Linked DNA regions of Mus musculus: all the other regions are linked to region 2. Evidence: chromatin contacts called from public HiCAR-type and HiChIP or PLAC-seq data. All regions are on one chromosome and are shown on one strand. The core of a region is the stretch at or near the end of the contact, and the rest is flanking DNA. Distances in the headings are between cores, read along the strand shown.

What was found. HiCAR-type assays count read pairs that join an accessible place to other places. HiChIP or PLAC-seq counts read pairs in DNA pulled down with a chosen protein or histone mark.
Region 1: a contact with region 2 is called in an H3K27ac HiChIP or PLAC-seq map of stem cell-derived neural progenitor cells, with 6 times the contacts expected there. The contact joins the enhancer-like site here to the promoter of Gpt2 in region 2. A contact is called at or near these places in 1 of 39 promoter capture datasets (cranial neural crest) and 5 of 115 datasets of contacts at active chromatin or transcription factors (SST interneurons, astrocytes, embryonic forebrain and 2 more).
Region 3: a contact with region 2 is called in a HiCAR-type map of astrocytes, with 3 times the contacts expected there. The contact joins the promoter of Siah1a here to the promoter of Gpt2 in region 2. A contact is called at or near these places in 3 of 39 promoter capture datasets (cranial neural crest, embryonic stem cells and hippocampal neurons), 7 of 115 datasets of contacts at active chromatin or transcription factors (astrocytes, embryonic forebrain, embryonic limb bud and 4 more) and 1 of 9 other capture datasets (embryonic stem cells).
Region 4: an H3K27ac HiChIP or PLAC-seq map of regulatory T cell precursor shows a contact between it and region 2, with 8 times the contacts expected there. The contact joins the enhancer-like site here to the promoter of Gpt2 in region 2. A contact is called at or near these places in 1 of 39 promoter capture datasets (hippocampal neurons), 4 of 115 datasets of contacts at active chromatin or transcription factors (embryonic forebrain, forebrain, large pre-B cells and 1 more) and 1 of 9 other capture datasets (liver).
Region 5: a HiCAR-type map of astrocytes shows a contact between it and region 2, with 4 times the contacts expected there. The contact joins the promoter of Lonp2 here to the promoter of Gpt2 in region 2. A contact is called at or near these places in 10 of 39 promoter capture datasets (the 3T3-L1 cell line, the HPC-7 cell line, HPC-7-derived erythroid cells and 5 more), 9 of 115 datasets of contacts at active chromatin or transcription factors (the NIH/3T3 cell line, astrocytes, embryonic forebrain and 5 more) and 3 of 9 other capture datasets (embryonic stem cells, liver and macrophages).

The regions. Positions count from the first base shown.
Region 1 is chr8:86,534,814-86,539,578 of GRCm38.p6, forward strand. Abcc12 (ATP-binding cassette, sub-family C (CFTR/MRP), member 12) reads right to left here. Exons shown (of 29, transcript NM_172912.4): 13 at 3,510-3,713; 14 at 61-195. Among named protein-coding and RNA genes, the nearest start is that of Abcc12, 29 kb to the right of the region's middle. Within about 2 kb of position 1,613, at least 88 of the 459 cell types and tissues checked have an H3K27ac peak or open chromatin away from gene starts, as enhancers often do. A contact at or near this core is called in SST interneurons and stem cell-derived neural progenitor cells, where this site is marked.
Region 2 is chr8:85,489,998-85,494,438 of GRCm38.p6, forward strand. It overlaps Gpt2 (glutamic pyruvate transaminase (alanine aminotransferase) 2), which reads left to right and starts at 2,579. Exons shown (of 12, transcript NM_173866.4): 1 at 2,579-2,692; 2 at 2,908-3,172. The coding sequence starts at 2,930.
Region 3 is chr8:86,743,858-86,748,147 of GRCm38.p6, forward strand. It overlaps Siah1a (siah E3 ubiquitin protein ligase 1A), which reads right to left and starts at 2,149. Exons shown (of 2, transcript NM_009172.2): 1 at 1,960-2,149. Gm10638 (predicted gene 10638) reads left to right here and starts at 1,842. Exons shown (of 1, transcript NR_027829.1): 1 at 1,842-3,203.
Region 4 is chr8:86,706,707-86,711,249 of GRCm38.p6, forward strand. It overlaps Lonp2 (lon peptidase 2, peroxisomal), which reads left to right. Exons shown (of 15, transcript NM_025827.3): 12 at 2,227-2,369. Among named protein-coding and RNA genes, the nearest start is that of Gm10638, 37 kb to the right of the region's middle. Within about 2 kb of position 1,300, at least 70 of the 459 cell types and tissues checked have an H3K27ac peak or open chromatin away from gene starts, as enhancers often do. A contact at or near this core is called in regulatory T cell precursor, where this site is marked.
Region 5 is chr8:86,622,632-86,627,480 of GRCm38.p6, forward strand. It overlaps Lonp2 (lon peptidase 2, peroxisomal), which reads left to right and starts at 1,412. Exons shown (of 15, transcript NM_025827.3): 1 at 1,412-1,785. The coding sequence starts at 1,553.

The DNA.
Region 1 (4,765 bases), core at 363-2,862, 1.0 Mb after region 2:
AGGCAGAAAGCCATGAGGCGGGACTCTTAATCCCACTCACCAGGCAGGTGTGCAGTTTACCTTGAATTGCAGTCCCCGGAGGTTGTGGATAAGCTTTGCATAGCGCCCCCTCTCTTCCATCAACTCCTTGTGGGTGCCCTTTTCACAGATCTCTCCATCTTCTAACAGAATGACCTCATCACAAGACTCCAGGAACTGCAGAGACAGTGCATCCATCCACAACAGCACTGCCTCGGTAAGAAAGAGCTCACACCAAACTCCCAGCCTGCTTTCCCAGGTGCACTGAATTACTGGGGTTTTCAATCCTGGCACTATTACCAAATAATCCCTTGTCTTCAGGGGCTGCCCTGTGCATTGTAGACTATTTCGCAGCCTCTCTGGTGTCTACCTACCAGTAGGATGTCTTTCCCTAGTTGTGATGAGCAAAATTGTCTGCAAGCACTGCCAAATGCCCCAGGGGTTGGAGCGGGGGCGGCAATTGAGAACCACTGAGCTAGTCCCCAGTCTTTTCAGTACAGAAGCTGGACTCTGGCTGCAACAATGAGGCAATCAAAACTTCCTTCGATTCTTCTCTGTGAATGAGCTACCCCACTCAGAAATCTGATTGACTATTGTGGAGGCCAAGGTTTGGAAAAGACAGAAAACATGATCCCAGTCCTGTCAGAAGCCCCACCCCACTGAGCCCGGGGAATAGAAACCGGGTCATAGGCCACACCCCCACCAGCTTTAACAGAACAATAACGATGTGAACAATAAATATCACAGGCCCTGTTTTTCTGATTCCGAGACCCTTCACATCCACACCAATCCTTGGATTAAAGAATTCTGCTGAGAGGGATGCCGTTTTATTTTGGAAGAAGAAAGGGCACTCCTCGATTGATCCACCCAACAAAGGGCAGATAGTCCCCTCCTAAAGGCAGGCAAAATGCTGTAAGAGTGGGAACAGTTTGATCTAAAGAAGAAAGCCATCACAGCAGGGCCAGAGTCCCGGATTTGCACTTCTACTCTGCTCAAGGCCAAAATCCCACTTGGCTAAACTTGATTCGAATCCTGCAAGCAAAGGCCTACCACTGATAGTTGTACACCTGATGGGGTGGGTGGTGCCCAAATGCTTCAACCAGAGCAGTTCCAGCAGCATGGATAGCTCTAGCCTCTGTCTCCCCTATCCATGACTGGAGCCCTTCCTCAGGCAGCCCAAGCAGGAACCTGGCTCCTACTGCCCAGTGGAGGGAGACACACCTTCTGCTTCTGACAGAACCTTTCCCTCAAAGACAGACTTGGACCTCAGGCATCATCCTCTGGTGTTCCACAGCCTGATCTTACATCTTATCTCCCAACCTCGGGCAGCTCTCAGCTCAAGAAAGCTGTAAGCTCGGTTAAGCCATTGATTCTTTTCACACGAGGAAAGGAAGCACACAGGGCCCACTACAATCTACAGGCTTTTCTGCCTATGTGTGGGACCACCACCCAGACTTGGGAGGGCCCCGAAAAGGTCCCTCTGGCCAGCAAGCCCTTGGCTCACTCTGGTGACACCAAGTAGCTTTGTGTAGCCGTGCTCTGCAAACACTTCGGAAGCTGAGCCCTTAGTAGATTCCAGCAGCTCGTCAGACTGCTGGCCTCGCTTTGTTTCCTCAAGTAAACAGATGAGTGGCTGTCATGGCCAGCTACTCCAAAGCATCTGAGGTCAGAGCAGCTAGGAAATGTTCTGGAAAGCCCCGGGGCTGCAGTTTGAGGCTGAGCCCTCCCCTCCCCCACAAAGAATGGGATGAAGAGTGTATCAAGATTATGGTGCCATCTGGTGGCCTTCTTCCTCTCCCAACAAGCAAAAAGTGAGCTAAAATGACCTTGGAAAGGTGTGACTGCTGGAGACTCTGGGAAAACACCAGCTTGCCTAAGATCATACTTCGGGCTAGTGAGTTTCAAAGATGGGCTGGGCATGTGGCTATGGTTTATCCTCCAAGAGGGGATAATAGAGGGACAGCTCTGTCTCACACCTGTCAGGACCAAGGCAGCATCCTCCAGGACCCAGGACTCCTCCGGAAGACAGTTCTCCCAGGGCAAGCAGATGCCACAGACTGAATAGTCACAGGCCAGGGCTATGGTAACCACGCTAAGGAATCTAGCTAGGCCACAGACCATTTCTAGGCAAAACATGGGATTCCAGACTGAATCCAGCCAGCCTTCTCCTTTCCTCAGCCCTGGCCTACAGAGGACCTAGGAGTTCTTGTCTAACTAATCTGGCTCATTATTTTATAGAGCTGTGGCTCACCTGCTAAAGAAACCAGATACTCACATGTATAAAATTTGAATGCTTAAAGCTTATTCTGGGGAGCTGTGGGGGGCTGGGTTTCCTGGGTCTTTGAGAGGCCCTCTCTCTTCAGGGTGGTCCTCCTGGCCTCAGCCAGAGGGTACCAACCTACAGGCTGCAAAGTCCTATAGCTATGGCAACCTTACTTGCTGCTTCAGCCTTCACACCTTCACCACCTCAATTTCTGATTCACTGAAAGGCAATGAGATCTGCTTCCTGCCCCCCAGACCAGGCCTACTGAACAAGAAGAAGGGGCTCTCTGCACCAGTGCCCCAACGGGTCACCTCCCAATGTCTCTGGGATGTTTTCTACTTTGAGGTATGCGTGCTCGTGCACACGCACACAAATACATACTCACGTGCAGTATATCTCCCAGACTTGGGAGATTAGAGAGAGAGAAAGAGAGAGAGAGAGAGAGAGAGAGAGAGAGAGAGAGAGAGAATGAGAGGGTAACCTTGAATTATCTTGGGTAGAGAAGGGGCCCTAGATTCCCACCAAGCATTCAGAACCTGTATGTGGGATGGATTCAACAAGGTCTGTGACCATGCAGCCAAATCCTCCAGTTCACTTAACATAAGCCCAGTCTCTTTCTCCAGCAAGATTCACCCTCCTAAGCCAGAGGGAGACTACTGTTTGAATGGGAACAGGATCTAAGAAGGCAGAAGAACCCTGAAGCGTTGCCCATTGGTCCTGGCCTCAGGAGCCTTTCCTGGGCTAGGGGAAGACTGGGGAGTCTGGGCCACTCATCACAAGAGCCATGACTTTCTGGGTGAGGAAAGAAAACAGAGCTTCCATGACCCTCAGACAAGGAACCCCCAACCTCAGGCCCATCAAGTCCCTACTGGAGAATGGGTAGAGCCTGACTTGTCCATGCCTGGCTCCCCATTTCCTTGGCACCAATGGCCCAGATCTCAGAGCCAATTGATCCTACACAATCTACCCAATGGGGGAGGAAAAGTCGTCTCCCCACTGATCCCAAAGACTAAGCCAAAGGAAGTCATACCCAGAGAGGAGCAGGTAGCAATACCAGGAAGCTAGGGATGGCTGCAGGACTCATCAGTGTCTCCTACCATCTCAATCCCCTGTTCAGGTAAAGCCACCTACTGGTGGAAATGGCATATTTAGGCAGAACAGGAGTCTCTTTGACCATCAAGTGCTGCACTCATCCCAAGGCCTCATGGACCACGCACATCCCAGTCACCTGCAACTGGTGGGTAACCAGCACAACTGTCTTCCCTTTGAGTGTCTTCTTAATGCATTCTTCAAAGACATGCTTCCCCACGTGGGCATCCACAGCCGAGAGCGGGTCATCCAGCAGGTAGAGCTGACGATTAGCATACACAGCACGGGCCAGGCTGATCCTCTGCCTCTGTCCCCCAGAGAGGTTGACACCCCGCTCTCCAATCTGTGGACAGGGATAATGGCACTGCCCATCATTATTAAGTCTGCCTGCCACCCCATGGTCTTTGTATATCAGGAGCATTCTAAAACTCTTCAGGACTCGGGGAGACAACACAGCTTGTTATCTCTCTCTGCACATAAGCTCCCCCATGCCTTACGCTAGGCAATGCTGACTGGAAGAATTCCACCCACCCCACCCCCTCACTTCATGGAAGCACAGTGCCAACTGAGAACAGCTCTCTCTGACTCTGAGTAAGGGGTGCCTATCACATGACTCCCAATTCCTGGTGCACAGTCCACTATTGATTGCTAACACCGAGATTTGGCTTTGGTTTTGTTTTTGTGGTTTTTGTTTGGTTTTGGAGCAGGGAACTTTGGAAGAATGTACAGTGAATAGTGAAAAGGAAGGACTGTGCCTGGGAGATGGATCAGGGACCCCTATGTCCACTTCTTCGTGTACAAATGTGTGTGCCATGAAGACACCATCAATCCCTAAAACTTGGCGCCTGATCTGAGGCATGGATTATATGCTCAGTAGACATTTCCTGCAAGATGAAAATCTAGGTTATGTTTTTCTAGGAATCCCGTCCTCCTGAGTACAGAGTGGATCCCACTGTACTCAGATGCCCAGCTTCTAAGCTAGGTGCCATGTGCTGAGAGCTGGGACCTGGGAGCTCAGCAAGAAAAGTGACACATGAACCAGGAGCTCACATTTTAGCACTGGAAACTGGACACACAACACCAGCACTCAACATATTCACCAAGTGCTAGCCAAGAAGCATTAATTGCAGCACTTGGTGTCAAAGCACTACTGACTGTAGACCTCCAAAGTCTCTCTCAGGGGAGCTGCATTAGCTTCTGAAAGTCTAGGAGGTGGCTGGACACCCACGCAGGGTGGCAGGGGTGTACAGATAAAACTTGAAAGGGGAATCCAGAGCCACACACATGTGCTTTCAGAAAGACCAGCCACTCCTGAAAGGCAGAGTGAGAGACTGGAAGAGCTAGTTCTCTAAGATGGTAGTGTGGGAAAGCTCGTCCAAGAGACATGGTATGCTG
Region 2 (4,441 bases), core at 1,329-3,828:
AGCCCAGACAGCCTTTTTTCCTGCTTGCTTTCTGGGAGGCAGCCCACAGGGAAGGCCTGGCTCACCTCTCTACTTCTTTGCATCTCTCCCTTAATAAACTATTTCTTTCCTTGTAAGAGAAGATGACAGAGAAGCAGCAGCAGCCTCCTATACCACATAAATAACTTCTTTGCAGGGACTTGACAAGTCAGACTCGTTTACTAAGGAATACTTAGAGCTATCTTTGGCTTCTGTTCTCCCTGACACATTCCTCTTTCATGAGTAATCGATTTGTTTGATCAAAGTGTATGGTAGTCCCTTGAGGAGAGATCAACAAGAGTGTGGTGTAACTTCAGGATCCAAGTTCTGCCAAGTCCCACCAGAACTTTCTCCTCAGTTGCTCATGGTAGGTACTGCTGCCTCCATTTCACACATGAGGAGGACAGTGACATGCTTGAAGTCAGGTGACTCAAAAGTGGTTGTGTGCAATTATTCTCAGCCCACCACCACCTCAATTTCCTGCTTCTGTCTCCCCTATACTGCCTCTCCCCTACACTGAATAAATAGTGTCTCCTTTTCCCAAGTTTCATAAGACAAATGTGTTTGTTGCGACTGTGCAAACTCTGGGCTGTTTGGCCTCAAAACTCCCAGAATTACAAAATGTTCAAGACACCAAGGGAAAAAGGAGGCCATTTAACTCAATTTATTTTGCAGATAGGGAGTCTGAGGCAGAGGGAAGGAAATCAACTCCATCATGTCCTCCATCATGTCTTCCATCATGTCCTTCATCATGTCCTCCATCATGTCCTCCATCATGTCCTCCTTGCAGAAGTTTGTGGCTCAGCCTGTTAGCTTACATTTCTTTCTTTTTTATTTTTTTTAAGGAATTTTTTAAAAAAAGATTTATTTATTTTATTTTATTTATATGAGTACACTGTAGCTGTCTTCAGACACACCAGAAGAGGGCATCAGATCCCATTACAGATGGTTGTGAGCCACCATGTGGTTGCCAGGAATTGACCTCTGGAAGAGCAGTTGGTGCTTTTTTTTTTGGTTTTGGTTTTGGTTTTTGAGACAGGGTTTCTCTGTATAGCCCTGGCTGTCCTGGAACTCACTCTGTAGACCAGGCTGGCCTCGAACTCAGAAATCCCCCTGCCTCTGCCTCCCGAGTGCTGGGATTAAAGGTGTGCACCACCACGCCGGGCACAGTTGGTGCTCTTAACCGCTGAGCCATCTCTCCAGCCCCCTAGCTTACATTTCTACCTTTGCACCAATTGCACACTCAACCTAGTCTTGTCCCAAGCTTGCTCCGTGTAGTGGCTATTCCTGGTTTTCAGCTTGACTATATCTGGAATGAACTGCAATCCAGAATTAGAAGGCTCTCTGAGGCATAGTGGGTATGAATCCCAGAAGATTAAGACAGGGAGATCTCTGAGTTCATTGTTATCTGGGATTAAAGGTGTGTGCCATCACACCTTTAATCTGGACTATGCCTTCTGCTGGAGACCTACATAAGGACATCGGAAGAAGGAAGATTCACTCTTCTTTGCCTGCTTACCATGTGGGACTGAGCAACTGCTAGATCCTTGGACTTCCATTCACAGCTGCTGCTGACCATTGATGGGGAGTTGGACTACAGAATGTATGCCATCAACAAATTCCTTTACTATATAGAGACAACTATATAGCTGTTGTTTACTGTATAGTTCTGTGACTCTAGAGAACTCTTTCTAATACACTCCGCATGTGCAAAATGCATGTGTGGAGGGATCTACTGGCTGGATACTTTTGCCCAAAGTAATTGCCACCATGTTCTGTGTAGTCAACAAATATTTACTAAGTGCCTATATAGTGTTAGAGATGTTGTGAAATCAACGGACAGAAACAAAACAAAACAAAATAAAAACATTGTTTTTATCCTTCTGAGTCCTCTAGAAGTATCTAAATGAGGTAAATTTTAGATGCTAGGAAGGCTAGAAAGAAAATAAAATGGATACAATGGATGTGAGGTGGGCCTTCGGATAGAGAGGTGATGCAAAACTGTAGCACTTGGTGTGTGGTCCCTTCCTACAACCTCCCTACCCCCATCCCCCCACCCCACCCTCCCCATACACAGATTTTTGCTAACAAGAACGTTGATTCTGAGAAGGAGACTGGGTGGCATATCAAGTTTCAGTGGCCCTACTTCCTAACCAGCTGCCCCTGAGTGGCTAGGAGAACCATATGGCTGGGATGATGAAACTCAAGGCGAAGAGTGCATCACCACGCATCCCACGTCACTGTAGGTGTCCCGAGGTGAGGGTGAAGGGAGGCGGGGTGTGCATCTAGGGAGAAGCAGCCAAGTAGCAAATAAAAAATTCCAAAAGCCTCTGGAAAGGACAGTCGCTGCCTTAAAGTAGGGATTCTCTGTCACCAAGACCCCGCCCAGACGACCGCTCCCCACCCCCCGCCCAGCCCAGTCTGGCCTGCGCCAGGCTTTAGAGGACTTGTAGTTTATCCGGTTCATCACTGCAGTGTTGATACGGTCAAGACAACTACAAGACCCAGAAGTCAGCGCGCAGGCCCGAGGCGGAGTCGGCGGCGGTGGGTGTGCGAATACAGGGAGCCAGGAGGTGCTGGTGCCAGGCGCCAGGATGCGGTGGCCGGCCACCGGGTTTGGGAGCAGCCCAGGCTCACCTTAACCGGAGCGGTGCGGACGGTCCCGCGGCGACAGGCACGTTGCATACCCACATTAGGCGCAGCTCCGGCAACCTAGCGGTGTAGCGTCTTGGTGCTGCAGTGGCAGGGTGCAAGGTCCCAGTAACCAGAGGGTGGGAATACAGCCCTGGAGCTAGGCTGGCGCTGCCGGCCGAGAGCCTTGGGTTCTTGGGGGACTGGTGTCCACCTGGGGCTGTGCGTGACGTCTTGCTCTCCTTCTTTCTGGGCCAGGGCTAATCTCGGCAGGTTCGCGATGCAGCGGGCAGCGGTGCTGGTGCGGCGGGGCTCCTGCCCCCGCGCCTCGGGCCCCTGGGGCCGTAGTCACAGCAGCGCTGCAGCCGAAGCCTCGGCGGCGCTCAAGGTGCGACCGGAGCGCAGCCCTCGAGACCGCATCCTCACCCTGGAGTCCATGAACCCGCAGGTGAAGGCGGTGGAGTACGCTGTGCGGGGACCCATCGTGCTCAAAGCCGGCGAGATCGAGATGGAGCTGCAGCGGGTGAGCGCAGGGCCTGCGGGGGGCGAGGCCAGGGGGCGTTCATGGCGGGAAGAACTGTGGCAAGCTACTTTGGGGTCCTCCTGAAGGACCTCCAACCCTCCGAAACCCCCCACCCCCTCGGCTTTCAGCTTCTTCTTTGTGCCATTTTTGGCTAAAGCGAGAGAACGCCCCCTCTCTCTCCCGTCACCCACCAGTGCCCCGCATCTGGCACAAAGTGAGGCCTTCGACGGTTCACTTGTTGAATTGTGCCCAGTTATTGAGCGGCCTCTGCTGCCAGGCACTGCGTGTTCCCTAAGTGCCCTACCCTCGTGGATCCCTTGGAAGGGGGAAAACAAGCAAATATAGAAGTGAGAGTTTCAGATAGAGAATAAGTAAGTTCTTTGAAGTGAGACGAAGGGGCTGGGGGGGGGGGTGGCGAGGTGAAAACCCTGTTAAGTAGGAGCGGAGGGAGGAAGGAAGACTGTGTGACTGGCTGGTTTGTTCCCGAACCCTTTTTTCTGGCAGAGGCCTGCTGGGTGTTTGCCAGCCACAGTGGCTTGACAAGACCGGGACTCTGGAAAAGAGATGGGTAGAATTCCTTATTTTGTACCCCGAGAACCTTTGATTGCTATAGTGGGAGAGTTGGGTCCTTATGACCTTAATGAGGTGAACCTGGGACTTCATCTTGGTGATACCAGCCAGGGAGGCTGGCTTGAACTTAGCTGTGTCTCCCTGTCCCAACTAGGGTGGTTTGGCCGTATGTGAAACCAAGTTCTTTGTTCTGGGGCCAAGGTCTGACTATGTAGCCCAGGTTGTCCTCGACTCCACATCCTCCTACCTGCACCTGCTATGCGTCGGGGTTTACAGGCATCCAGGCACAGAACACAATGCCCTGCTAAGATACTGGGTTTTAAACTGGGTGAGATTTGGAAGGCAGAGTCAAGAGGGAACATCACTACTAAGATTAAAAAGAAAACGTTAGCTGGGTGGTGGTGGCACATGTTTTTAATTTTAGCACTTGGGAGGCTAAAGACAGGCAGATCTCTGTGAGCTCTAGGCCAGCCTAGTCTGCAGAGTGAGTTCCAGGACAGCTAGGGCTACACAGAGAAAGCCTGTCTGGAAAAATCTTAGGAAGAAGGGAAAGAAGGAAGGAAGGAAGGAAGGAAGGAAGGAAGGAAGGAAGGAAGAAAGAAGGGAAGGAGAGAAAGAGAAAGAAGAAAAAGGTCACCAGATCATTCTGATTCAAGATGTGGATGGATGGGAGGGTTTCTTGATTTTGTTTCCATACTC
Region 3 (4,290 bases), core at 899-3,398, 1.3 Mb after region 2:
GAATTACAGACATTAAGAAAACAGTGATGTATGTTTGTTTGTTTGTTTGTTTGTTTGTTTTGGGTGACATGGTTTCACTAGATTGCCAAGGCTGACCTTAAACCTTTCTATTCTCCTGCCTCGGCCTCTCAAATGTTGGAATTCCTGTCAACTAATATGAGTTCAGGTTTCTACCACCAAGTTCAGCTTTCTGATGTAGGAATTTCCTCCAAGGTTTAAGGGAGCAGATAGTCTGAAGCAAAATAAATTACTTATGTTTCTAAATGTAATCTTTTCTTTCTTTTTTTAACTATCCAGTCAAATTTGTTACACTGTTTCAGTTTTAAATACTGTTACAAAACTAGTGCAAACATGCGGGGGGGGGGGGGGTCTTGAACCAATTCACAAATAATAAAGTTAAAGCCCACTTTAAGTAAAAAGCTCTGGACAAAACTGAGACTAAAGACTACAAGTTGTATTGTTATTTAAATTTCTAAAAACAAACAAACAAACAAAAAGTATGGTTAATTTATGGAACCCACTTTTGGAAAATCTTCCTCTACCAGTCAGTCACCAGTCACAAACTTATCCCAAAGGTAAACACATTTCCCACCACGTGAGCGCTCCGCTCCGAGACAGTTACTATGCCATCTCATTTGTCACAGCAGGCTTTGCTCTTCAGCAGCTTCTGAAGGAGACGGTGACACCACAGGTAACAACACTAATTAAAGGGAGTCACTGTCCTACTTTTCCAAGTTAGGTAATTGAAGTCCTTGAAAGTGAACTGATCCATAAACTAAACCTGCTTAAAGGAAACTTCAGTGACTTTCCAAATTCCACCACGCATTCACATCCCTTATCGCTCAAATCCCCAAATTCCATCATCTCACAAAGCATAGCATTCTGTCCTCTAAACCCTTTCATTTCTTAAAACAGTAAAACCCAAATACTAACCCGGTTTTATATAACCCGATTTCAAACATTTTGGGCTATGTACTTCCAACGCATCCATGCCAAAATAACTTAAGCGAATTTTATGAGGCAAGGACCTTTAGCAGTAATCATTTACTGTAATAGCTTAGCACTTACTAAGAGCTCTCTGCACATCAACTATTTCCCATCTCATCGGTTCTCAATAGGCTTGAGACAAATACTCTCCATCAGACCCATTTTGCAGATTAGCAAAATGAAGCACCAAAATCGTGCCCAAGGTCACAAACCCGTGGGGCAGGATTGGAATCAAAGCAGGAGGGCAGAGTTCGGAGCCCATGCTCCAAGCGCTTTTACAAGTTAACATTTCACCCTGGACAATAGCCTAGCAAGAAATGGTAAATGCTCAACGCTAGAAAGAGCAGTAAGATCCCTGTCCTACATCCACGTTCAGGGCTTCCATGACTTTGACAAATCAGCTACATGGCCTCATTTACCGAATGCACAAATGTAACTCTTATGCCAGGGCAAACAAATTCTGTATCTTTCCAGGAACAGACGGTCCGCAGCGGCCCAGGGCGTACACACTAAGTTGCATCTGGGAGCTTGGAGGGACCCCGAACTATCCCGCAAAGGAAGCTGGGCGGAGCAAGGCTTAGGCTTAAAGGCTGGAGCTGCCCAGGCGGGCGTCCGCGCGCTCGCTCGTGGCGACATAAACAAGGGAGGAGGCTGCGTTCTTCCCCGCACAATAAAGGCGCGGGTCCGGGGGAGGCCGCCCTCCCGGAGCCGCCGAGGCAAGGCCCGACCGCGGCCCGCGAAGCGCGCGGCTGACCTCCGCCATGTTGGCCGTACACCGGGCCACACAACAAAGACTGAGCGAGGGCGCGGGCCGTAGTCTCGGCGCGCCCGCCCGCCCTCCGCCTCCCGGAGCCGCCGCTGTCGGCTGGGCCCGCCCGGAGAGGCCGAGACAAAGGCGCCGCGGCTCCGCGAGGGGACCCGCCGGCCCTCCCCGGGCCGCGGCCAGCTCCTCCCTCCAGGCCGCCCGCTTACCTGTGGGCGGAGAGCGCGCCGCGGACCCCGGCCCCGTCTAACGCGCCCGGTCGCCAGCTGCCGCCGCCGCCACCGCCACCGCCACCGTCACCGCCGCCACCGCGGGCCGCGCCTCCACCTCTCCCGGCACCGAGACCGACGGGACACCCTGGGCCGCCGCCCTCGAGAGCGCGCCCGCCCGGCAGCCCGGCTTCCCTGCCGCCGCCGCCGCCGCCCCGCGCGCTCTCGAGCTCGCCGCGCGCGCCCGCTAAGTACCACACACTGCGGCGGCCGCCATGAGCGGGAGCGCGCACCGAACCCGGCTGGGCGGGGCTTCCCACGGCCACGCACGCGCAGAAGCGGCTGGCGGCTGCTGCCCGCACTCGGTGGCGGTTGGCGTCGAGACGCTTCGGTTACCGGAGCAGCGTCCCGAGCATCCCCACGAGGCGGCTGCGCTGTCTCGGGCCGTTACTGTGGGATTGACTGGGTTCGCGCCGTCCTCTCTCCGGGTCCGCGGTCTGTAGCGGCCTCCACGACCCCACTCCTGGAGGAGAAGAGGGCCGCGCCTCCCGGTAGGCTCGTTGAAAGCTGGCCAGTAAGAAGCACGCCTTTAAGTCCACTTTCCCACTCATCTGGGAAGCTGATGTTGGGGACTGTCCACCCTGCTGCTTTAGGTTAAAAAACGGAGCCGTGCACTAGGCAAGCAGAAGCAGGATCTTCACAAGTTTGGGGCCAGTCTGGTTTATACAGAGTTTTCTGGGACTTCCCGGGGAGACCTTTTATCCAAAATAAATGAAGACCTCATCTCAAGGGTTACGGGTGCTTTCGTGAGGAGTGGTTGCCTGGGCTGAGACTCAGTCCCCAGTTGCGAGTGAAGGGGTAGAAACCTTTAGATTTGATTCTGGGGTGTGGGATTGTGTGGAGGTCAGAGGACGAGTTGCGAGTGCTGGGGGTGGAGCGCAAGTGGCCAGCCTTGGTGGCAGGGCCTCTGCTGAGCCATCTCGCAGAGTCCCCGTTAGTCTTTCCATGGATGCCTCTGTCTGACTAGGTTAACCGAATGTAAGGCGTTTACAAATCCTGAGCAGATTTTCAGGGAAGAACTGTAGAAATGCAATGCTGTGAGAAAAGTACTTTTTCTATGGGGTTTCAAGAAAGGAAGAAAAGTCTCCTCTCAGCCTTCCATCAGCACAAACTCCGCCCTCTTCCAGAACTCAAATTTGTTCTCAATGAATGTTCAGCTTTCCTCAATGTATTTGTAATCTGTGCTTGTGTTGATATTTCTATTCTCGATCTAGTATCTCACTGTAGCCCTTCCTCTGAGACCATTAGCACAACCAAACAGTTGAGAATGTAAATTAATTAAGTTAAAAGCACCATATACTACAAATCTGTTGGTCCCCAAAGCTCAACAGCCAGATAAGGAGCTTGCATTATGTAGGTTCATGAAGATTGTCGATATTAGTGGTGTTCTTGTTCATTTAAAATACTTGATTTACATAGGGAGTCTAAGATAACCCATCATAAACTCTGCTTTGTCATGAAACTTACCAAGTAGGAAGTCATACATTCACTCTCATATTCGTTGGACAAATGATAATTATCAACTAGTCCTGAGAATACTAAATCATCAACTAGTCCTGAGGATATTAATCATCAACTAGTCCTGAGAAACTAAGCTAGGCACTTAAGTATTATCTAGCAGGAGACACAAATATAAACTTACTGCTACCACTGTGAGAGAAAAAATTCCCAAAACAAGTGCCTGGTACTAATGAAATATCTAACTCAAGTGTGTGAGAACACAGGTGTCTACCACAAAACCAAAAGACAAGAAGCAATTAACAAGATTGGGGGAAGGCTGTAAAAGGTAGAGACATTAAGGAAGTAGAAAAACAATTCTGAAGATAACCTGTGACTGTCCACTTCTCCACTATTGGTTTTTTTCTTAGTGGGTGAGCTGAGGAGGAGAGGGTGTGAGGTCTCTGGGTGCTTAGAGGCCTATGGAGTTCAGAGAAAGCTATGCTTTGAGGACCAAGGCACTCTAGTGCTTTTCCTAAGGGACAATATTTCTCATCCTGTTGACACCAAAAAAAGAATTCACGGAGGCTTTGAAGTTTGAAGTGGGCTGTGGTTAAAGGGTGAGAGTTTTACCTGTGGAGAGGGAAAGGTTTTCTAAGCAAAGGCAATCTGTGGTGTAAGACTCAATCTCAAGTGAGAGTGGTAAGAAATCTTTAAAACCCAAAGTCAATACGAATGCTATGTACAAGCCTGAATGCGGATGGAGGGAAGGACAAAGCAGATAGGGAGAAAGCCCCGGAGAACACTTGTGTTCAGGCAAAATGAAAGCCTAAC
Region 4 (4,543 bases), core at 50-2,549, 1.2 Mb after region 2:
GTTTTTAGTATAGATGAGCTCTGAGCTTACTAGTGTCTAAAGGGCTATCCTCTGCAAAGAGCTCTTACCCCTGCTCCCTCTGTGCACCAAGCACCGAGCCCAAGACTACACTTGAAAAAGGTCAGCTGTCCCCAGGCAGTGGCTCCATGTTGTCTTGAACTTCACCCATATGCTCTTATCCCGTCTGGTGACAGTAAAATGAAATCCAACAACAGCAGCCCCACCTCAGCAGAGCTCACAGAGCATGTCACAGCAAGGCAGCCGACAGCTGTCTGTGTCTCTTCCTTGCACTCTGTGGTCCGTAACCTTTTCTCCCTGTATGACAAATGATAACCTACTTTCTCTTCTCCTCTAAGATCTAATGCTGCTGAAAACAGTCACTCACAGAAAGTCTACCATTTCACAAGCCACAGAATAGCCGACCACTGCACATTTTTTGTGAAAGAAATCCTATGGAGGAAGTTAGGAAGATGAAAAGACTTTGTAGGATCCATTGAGCTAAACCTGGGATGAGCATTACAGTCATGGTATAATGACATATGTAAGGAGACTTCACACTTCAGATCGTGTGCATTGCACTGTGGAATCTACAACAGACTTGCTTTGTAATTTTTATAACCCCATAGAAATAGGTAGTGAGGGTCTTGAGATTTTTTTCATAGCTCAACTTGTCCTCTTGTCAACAAATTTCCTGTTACCTGTGATTCATGTGTGAAGAGATAGCCAGAAGAGCCTTCACCCTAAAGGTCACCCTGTGTCATTTAATGATCTCCTCATAATGACCCCAGTTAGCACAAGCGAGTTAGTGTAAGGCTGCTGCTCTTACACATATTTGATAGCCACTTTGGAAGAAAAGTTAGAGGAGGGTGCCTTAATTTCATGATCTGTAAGAGTAGAAAAAAGAAAAGAATGGGGAAATCATAGCAAAATAAATATATATAATACAATTTTGGCTAACTGTAATCACTGTATATTTCTTATTAGTGTACACAATAACCACTTTCACTGGGAGTATGAAAGGGGTCATAAAAGAGGAAACAGTTTAAGTACATTGTAAGATAGCAGACCAGACAAGCCCAAGGGAAAACAAGACTAGAGTTTTAGTCTGCTTTCTGTTGCTGTGATAAACACCATGACCAAATTCAACTTGAGGGAGGAGAGGGCTTATTTGGTTTATACTTCCACGTCACAGTCCATCATCAAGGGGAACTGGAGCAGGTGCTCCAGCAGGAAGCTGGGGGTGGAACTGACACAGATACCATGGGGAACTGGGCTCACTCACTCAGCTTGTTTTCTTACATAATCCATGGCTACCTGGATGGCATGTGGGGGGTGGCACCCACCCACAGCAGGATGGACTCTCCCACATCAGTCTTTTATCAAGAAAACAAAACCACAGACATGCCCACAAGCCAATCAGATGCAGGCAATTTCTCACTTGCGGTTTCCTCCTCCCAGGTGACTCTAGTTTGTGTGAAGTAGACAAAAACTTATCAGCACGCTAGCTATGAGACAAAGAGAGGCACAGTTTTCTACAGTTTTTAAACGTTTTTATGCCTACCATGGTAGTACATACCATGTTCTCAGCATGCAGAAAGGGCAGTTCTCTTTTAGTTTGAGGCCCACCTAGTCTATATAGCAAATTCCACACCAGCCAGAGATACATAGTGAGAGTCTTGTCTAAAATGAGTATATTAATTTAAAATCTCTGTGTGGGCATATATGTGTGCATGCACATAGGAGTCAGAGGACTACTTCATTTAAGGGAGTTGGTCATCTTGTTCAACCATGTGGGGACTGGGAACCAAACTTGTCCGGCTTGGCTGCGGATGCCTTTACCTAGTAAGCCATCTCACCAGCACCATAGAGGTTTGAGGCGGGGTCATTTACTTAGTTTTTTGTGTTCATGGATGTTTTGCCTTTTTTGCCTCCATGAATGTCTGTGCACCCCATATGTTCCTGGCACTTGAGGAGGCTAGAAGAAGCATCAGACCCTCTGGAACTGGGGTTACAGAAAGTTGTGAGCTATCATGTGGGTGATGGGCAAATACTCCCTAAGGGCTTTGAAAGACCAGTTCCTCTGCCTGTGTACAGGTAAAAGGTCTGTGCCTGTAAACACAAAGGACTAATCTGGTGGCATTCACTGTGCCTCCCATTTCTCTTTACTAGTAATGAATTTCCAAACCAACAGCTCTCTTGGAACTTCTAAATAAATGTTTCTCTTAGGTTGCAAAGAACATGTGCTGGAAGATGCAAAACCTGAATCCATCAGTGACACTGCAGACTTGGCCCTGCCACCTGAAATGCCAATTCTGATCGACTCCCATGCCCTGAAAGACATCCTGGGGCCACCACTGTATGAGCTGGAGGTGATGATTCTCATATCTATGTTTACACTGGTGCTTGCTTGATGTCGGACAGCTAGAGCTGGGGTCTCTGAAGCTAAGTTCTGGAAAATTTAATGGAAAATTTCCCTGTGTAGTGTTACACTTAGGTACTTAATGTGATAGTGTGGCTCTTGAATGGAAGTGACCCAAGTCATGACCTCTTATGGGCACCCATGCTGGCTTGACCCTGAGTCATCCCTCCACTTCATGAGTGCTCAATGATTTTCCAGTCATCCCTCCACTTCATGAGTGCTCATGCTCATTGATTTGCGTACGCAGAAGAGTTCTGTCTTTTATCGTATGCATTTCAATCAAGGATGTCCTGTTGTCTTGCCCACCGAGGGCTTAGAAAGGAGGCAGCAAATCAGCCCTGATCCCAACTACTTGAAAAACACAGACTACTACCAGTTCCAACCTGGTAGATAACCATCAAGGGTTAAACTATATGCTGCTCTATTTCTGTTACTGTTTTTTTCTGCTTTTCCCTTTCCTACGTCACCAAAGACCAGAAAGCCAGTATGAGCTAAAGCAGCAGATGGAAGTAGCTTATAAAATAGGGTGCTGAAGGTATTTGTGGTATTTAGATGGTGAGGTGATTCACAGGTAAATTCCTAGGAAAGATCTGTAAAGATGTCTATGAGGGCTGTTAAATTGTGTATAAGGCAGTGTCTCCAGCAAAAATTCCAAATCATTACCAGTGACGATAGTTTTTCCCAAGGGCTTACAACAAGGGAGAAGAAAGACTCCCCAAACTCATCCGCAGCGGCCTTGTATTACGTTCTGGACTGGCTCCCCACAAAGCTCCCAGTTGCCAGAACAGTCCTTGTTTATTCTCGCAGTGAATCTCAACGTGAACCATACAACCCAAGGTGTTATTGGGGTTGTTTACATTCTTAAGATACTATGAATTTGAATTTTTAAAAAACTGAGCTTAATTTTGGTTGAGAAAAGAAGTTGATGTGCTTTCTCGCTTGTTAGTTCATAATGAAGACAGCGATTCTGATCCCAAGTGTCATGGCCTCTTTCTCTAGACTTTCCATAGATAGCTCATTCCAGGGCAGTGGTGGCACACGCCTTTAATCCCAGCACTCGGGAGGCAGAGGCAGGCGGATTTCTGAGTTCGAGGCCAGCCTGGTCTACAGAGTGAGTTCCAGGACAGCCAGGGCTACACAGAGAAATCCTGTCTCAAAAAACAAAACACAAAAACAAAAAAAAGCTCATCCCAGCAGCAATCTGAGCACTTAAACTATATTAAAACAAAGGCTTGATACACGTTACACATTATATAACCTTCTCAGCAGATTCTGGATTCGGATGCATTTTTGCCATTGCAGGAGCTCTGACAGAGATGTAGCAGGAAGAACAAAAAGGAGGAATTGTAAACATGTCTTAGCAGCACTCTCTGATATCATCTGATTCTCTTTACAGCATCTTAGCTATTACATGTGAATACTTCTACCAACTTAGGTAGTTTGCAAACCCCACTCTCTTGTTTTCAAGCCTACATCCTCTCCCTAGACAAGGGCCTTGCCTCTCCAGGCTCCCTGCAGTCTGGCCCTTGTGGCTGTGCTCTTGTGACCAATGTCCTTTCCCTTGAGGTGCACTGTCAGCCCTGGAGCATACTCGCAGTCATATCCCTGTAAGGCTTGCCAGAGCCTGACTAGGATGCCAGGGACAGTAACGTGAATGTAAAATCTTGGTGGGTCCATAAGTCTTCCCCTAGACTAAAAAGGTCACAGAGAACTCTGCACATTTGAACATACCACTGTTTCAGTCATGTAATGTAAAAGCAAATATAAACTTGGCTACAATTAGATATGCAAATGTTCCTTAAGTGTTGATCTTCGAAGTGTTAAAACCAATAGGGCTAGAAAAACAACTCGGCAAGATAAAGATTGAGATCCATGTCTGAGATCCAGGCAGGGTTCAGTTCCCAGAACCCACATGGCAGAAGGCCACAAAGTTGTCCTCTGACCTCCACACATGTGCCATGGCATGCAGGTACATGTAAACATATACAAACGTTTCCAGTTTTTTCTTAAAAAAAAAAATGTAAGCACTAAGAGACCCTGTGGAGTGAGTATTCACTAAGCTTTTCCCCAGTCTACAGGTTAGCCTCGCTGGTGTGTGAGTGGGAAGTAACAAAGTAACTTGCG
Region 5 (4,849 bases), core at 162-2,661, 1.1 Mb after region 2:
TTAGACCTGGGTTTTGGTATGAAGTTCCTGTTTTACTCTAAAAACAACTTTTGTGTGACAATTACATGGTTCTGCACAGCTGTTTGGGGTTCAGTCTACAAGAGGCTAGACCTCTTGGCTGCCTGCAAGGCCATATATCATCCTGGAATGACTCTTTTTCTTTGGCCATATGTGTGACTCAGTTAAGACCCTGTCCTAGGAGACCAAGAAAATAATAAAATCAAAAAATTAATTTATTAAACAAAAATAAGTCCAGACATTAGTATGCACACAAAACACTTGTTGCTTTTAGGATATGTATGCATGATAAAAATAAATAAAGTTTTTTTAAAAAATATGCCCCAAGGTTTTTAAGATGGTCATAGTTTCCTCATAAAATACCTACCATGTTCAGAGCCCTTGGTCCAATCCCAAGTACCATTTTTAAAAAGACACCAGGAATCTCAGAGTATAAGTCCTCTACTCTCCAGATAAGACTCTTAATAAAAAGGTAAGTTATTGTATATATTTTTTCTTTATATTACTCCCAAAGTCTATCTCAAGATATCTACACAATGCATACTTGATGAGTGTGTCACAACCAAGATCATCACCTACCAGTTCACCCTCCCTCTAGACCTCAGTGACTCAGACCACAACCTAGAATCTATCATCCAAATTGTGACCTTCTACAAATAATTGAATGCCCCTTTTTTAAAAGTATCTGTTTAAAATACTAATAAAATAAAGCAAAGATGGAAGCAATATCACAGACTTAAGAGATCCAGGAGATAAACAAAGTGAAAAATTAAGGACGATAGTAAAACCCACCAGCTTGGGAGAAGGTCTATGGATTAGGTAATGGTAATACTAATTTCCTGGGTTATGTGAACCATGGTTATGCAACATAATAGGGAAAACCGAGTGAGAGGTATAGGATACTTGTTAAAATATAAAATCTATTCAATAAAAAGGTTTAAAAATGTCTAGTGCACACCGTCCTTCTCAACATTCCTTCCGAATTTAAATGCAGGCACTGTTCATGCTGTCTGTGCACCAGGTTTGCTTGTCGTCTGGCATCACTGGTTCAGAGAGAAGGGCTGAGCGAAGCGACAGAAATTGGGTATCTCTGGGCTAGCGGGGAGCGGAGGTGTTTAATGTAGGGACCAGCCTGGGGATGCAGCCAGAAATTGAGGGGTTTGGGTCTAGGGGCGGAGCCAGAAGCCGCTACGCTTTAGCTTTGGGGGGGGGGGGGGGGGGAGAGTGACAGACCGGAAGGCTTAGCCGCTGCGGCCTCCGGAAGGGTTGTGGGCGGGCCCGGAAACAGCAGCACATGGCCCGGGGGCGAGTCCGAAGCGTCCGGGCAGAAGTCTGGGAGCCTGGAGAAGGGGCGGGGCCGGAAGCGGCGGCAGGCCTGGGGACCGGAGCCTGGGGAAGGGGCGGTGCCGGAAGCGGCGGCACTCAGGCCTGGGGGCGGGCCGTCGAGTGACGGCTGCGGTGCGTTCGGCGAAGGAAGTGTAGAGTTCGTACTTGGGAGTCCTCCTGACACCTCTGGTGTTGACGACCAGTGGCCATGTCCTCCGTGAGCCCCATCCAGATCCCCAGCCGCCTTCCGCTGCTGTTGACCCACGAGAGTGTGTTGCTGCCTGGCTCCACTATGCGCACAAGTGTGGACACGGCCCGCAACTTGCAGCTGGTGCGGAGCCGCTTGCTCAAGGGCACGTCGTTGCAGAGCACCATTCTAGGAGTCATCCCCAACACACCCGACCCGGCCAGCGACACGCAGGACCTGCCACCATTGCACAGGTAGGCCCGCCGGGCACTCGGAGGGAGGCCCTCCGGGACTCGCGCCCCGGCGGCCTGTGAGCGGAGTTGTGGCTCAAGTCTCCCCAGCGTGAAAAGTGGGAGGGACGCTTTTCGCCAGTGACCGTTAGTGAGCCGGATCAGTCACGGAGCAATGCCTGACACGGGTGGAAACTCTGTGCAGTTCATTTGCTGCCTGTTGCTGGTGCTTATCTGATGTGAATTCGTGTCCTACATAGCCTTCTTCACCGCCCAGCGCCCGGGCCCCTCCCCCATACCACCTTTCACCCTGTCCCCTTTCTTTCAGTCAACCTCCGGTCATGTTCTCCAGCTGAAACATTATAAATCTAGATCTATCTATCTATCTATCTATCTCTCTCTCTCTCTCTCTCTCTCTCTCTCTCTCTCTCTCTCTTTCTTTCTTTCTTTTTCCTGCTCATGCCTAAACTACGCAGTTAACTTTTGGGTGCTTTGTTTTACATGTTGTTACCTATTTTCTCTATTCCCCGACGGCCTCCCCTTCATGAAGGGCCATTCCTGTTAGCATTTTCCTTGGGGTCTCCCACTACAGTCTTCCCAGCCTCTAGGCTCACCTTTGCTCCTTCCTGGCATTTTTATCTTAGGCCCGGGGGATGTCACTGGATAGCCCTGTGTCCCGGCTCTGGTTCGTTGACTTGGGTGGTAGATTTCACCTGCGTCTGACTCTTCCCCTGTGATTTCCCATGTCTCTTAGGTGTGTCTTGAAGGTCCATCTGTGCAGACTGGTTTGCCCCATGCTTCCCTGGACTGCACAGTGATTGTGCGTATAGAGCACTTGAAGTGTGCATGCTCTAATATGAGTTTTAACACTAGAGTGCATGTGTGCCCAGAAAGGCTGTCAATTCTAGGCAGCTCAAGGCAGTTGGTCACCCTAAATGTGTCATAAATGTACAGTGCACACTATAGTTTGAGAAAACGTGAATTTCCTTTTTCTTTTTCGAGACAGGGTTTCTCTGTGTGGCCCTGGCTGTCCTGGAACTCACTCTGTAGACCAGGCTGGCCTTGAACTCAGAAATCCGCCTGCCTCTGCCTCCCAAGTGCTGGGATTAAAGGCGTGTGCCACTGCCCTGCTTAATTAATGTTACATAGAATAAATGTTACAATGTTAATATTCTGACCACTTCACCTAAAATCACCTGTGGATACTAAAATCACGAGTATGGCTTGTATTTTTATTGGACAGTACTAGTCTATAGTGTGTCTTAGCAGATGTTATCTTTAAGCTCTTTTCTCAAGTTCTTGCTCAATGTATTGATACTGAAGAGCAGGTTGGAGAGCCTCCTTCCCCTCCTTATTTTCAAATGAAGGGTTCCTGGCTCTGAATGGATTTCATAAGTGTGACTGACTACATTAGACAACTTGGAGCTTTTCTTCATGTTTCCAAAGGAGGCCTGTAGCTCTTTAAAAACAAAATAAACAGTAAAGCATGAAACAAACGCACAACTCAATAATGGTTTACATTGTATCATCATGGAAAAAAAAAACTGACACCCATTTGAACTATTCTTGGCTGTTGCCTAAATAAGATTGGACACTATAAAGTTTCAGTATTTTATTGTAGCAAATTATATTTAGTACTAGTCTCCTAGCATATTACCTCATTCCTTAAACCTCTGTTTATTTCTCCCATATTATTTTACAACCACTTAGTTGAGACAGAAATTCTCGTGATTAAATTTTTTGTTTGTTTTATTTCTTGGGGGGCATTAGAGATTGAACCTATGGTAGGTACTCTACCATTAAGCTATAGCCTCAGCTCTTATTTGTATTTTTTTATTTTGATACTGAGTCTCAGTAAGTACTCTGTGCTGGCTCTGAACTCTTCTGTAGCTCACTCAAGTACTGCACCAGTGATCCTCTTGCTTAGCCCTCCAAGAAGTCAGTGTTACACACCTGTGCTACCAGGTCTACCTTGGTTTGTTTCTAATGTATGCTGGATAGTTTTATGTCACCTTGACACCATGTACAGTCATCTGAGGAGGGAAACTCAATTGAGAATATGTTTTTATAAAATCAGGCAGTAGGCAAGCTTGAATTTATTCTTCCCTGCTAATTCTTGAACTGGTAGAGTAAACAAACCTGATCAGACATTTAGACGTTGTGCCAGCTAGTTTTATGTCAACTTGACACAGCTGGAGTCATCTGAAAGGTGGGAACCTCAATTGAGAATATGTCTTCATAAGATACTTTATAAAATGTAGGGCATTTTATTTAGTGATTGATAGGGAATGGCCCAGTCCATTGTGGGTGGTGCCACCCCTCGTCTAGTGGTCGTGGGTTGTATAACAAAGCATACCATGGGGTGACCACTCAAAACAGAAGCAGCAGTGGAGTGGAGCCAACAGGAACATTAAAAACAACAACAACAACAACAACAACAAAAACTGTCTGTGTGCTTCAGAGGGTGGTGCTGGAGAAGTGGCCCTAGCTCCTTAGAGGAGCCTGGAAGAGCATGAGGGAATCCCAGATAACTGGACATTGTGCTACTTAGACCTTTGGAATTTGCTTTTGCTATGTTCAATTACAACTGTGCCCTGGTTCTTCCCTCATGAGGTAAGAAAGTACTTAACTTATATTTAGTTTTATAGGAGCCCACACTTAACAGATTGAAATGTAAAAAGAGATTTTAGGTTTAAAAAAAAACTTAAACTGAATTTTAACGTGTTTGACTTGTAAAAATGATGGATTTTTAAAGTTTGTAAAATGTTTTCTATTGTGATGTTGAGGTTAATATGTGATCTTGGGGATGTACAAGAAAGGAAAAGTAAAGTGACATGTTTGTGTGTTAGGTTGGCAAGGGGTCAGTTGTCCTGTTATGTCCGGCTATGCCAACCTGATACAAGCTAGAGTTATCTGAGAGAGGACGGGGGGGGGGGGCGGGCGGGGGGACACACCTCAATTGAAAAAATGTTCCATAAGATCAGGCTGTAGAGCATTTTCTTAATGATCGGTGGCTTACCAATTCTTATCCAGGGCCAGGTTGGGTGGTTCACAACTGCTCAGAACTCCAGTTTGAGGGGATCTGGTT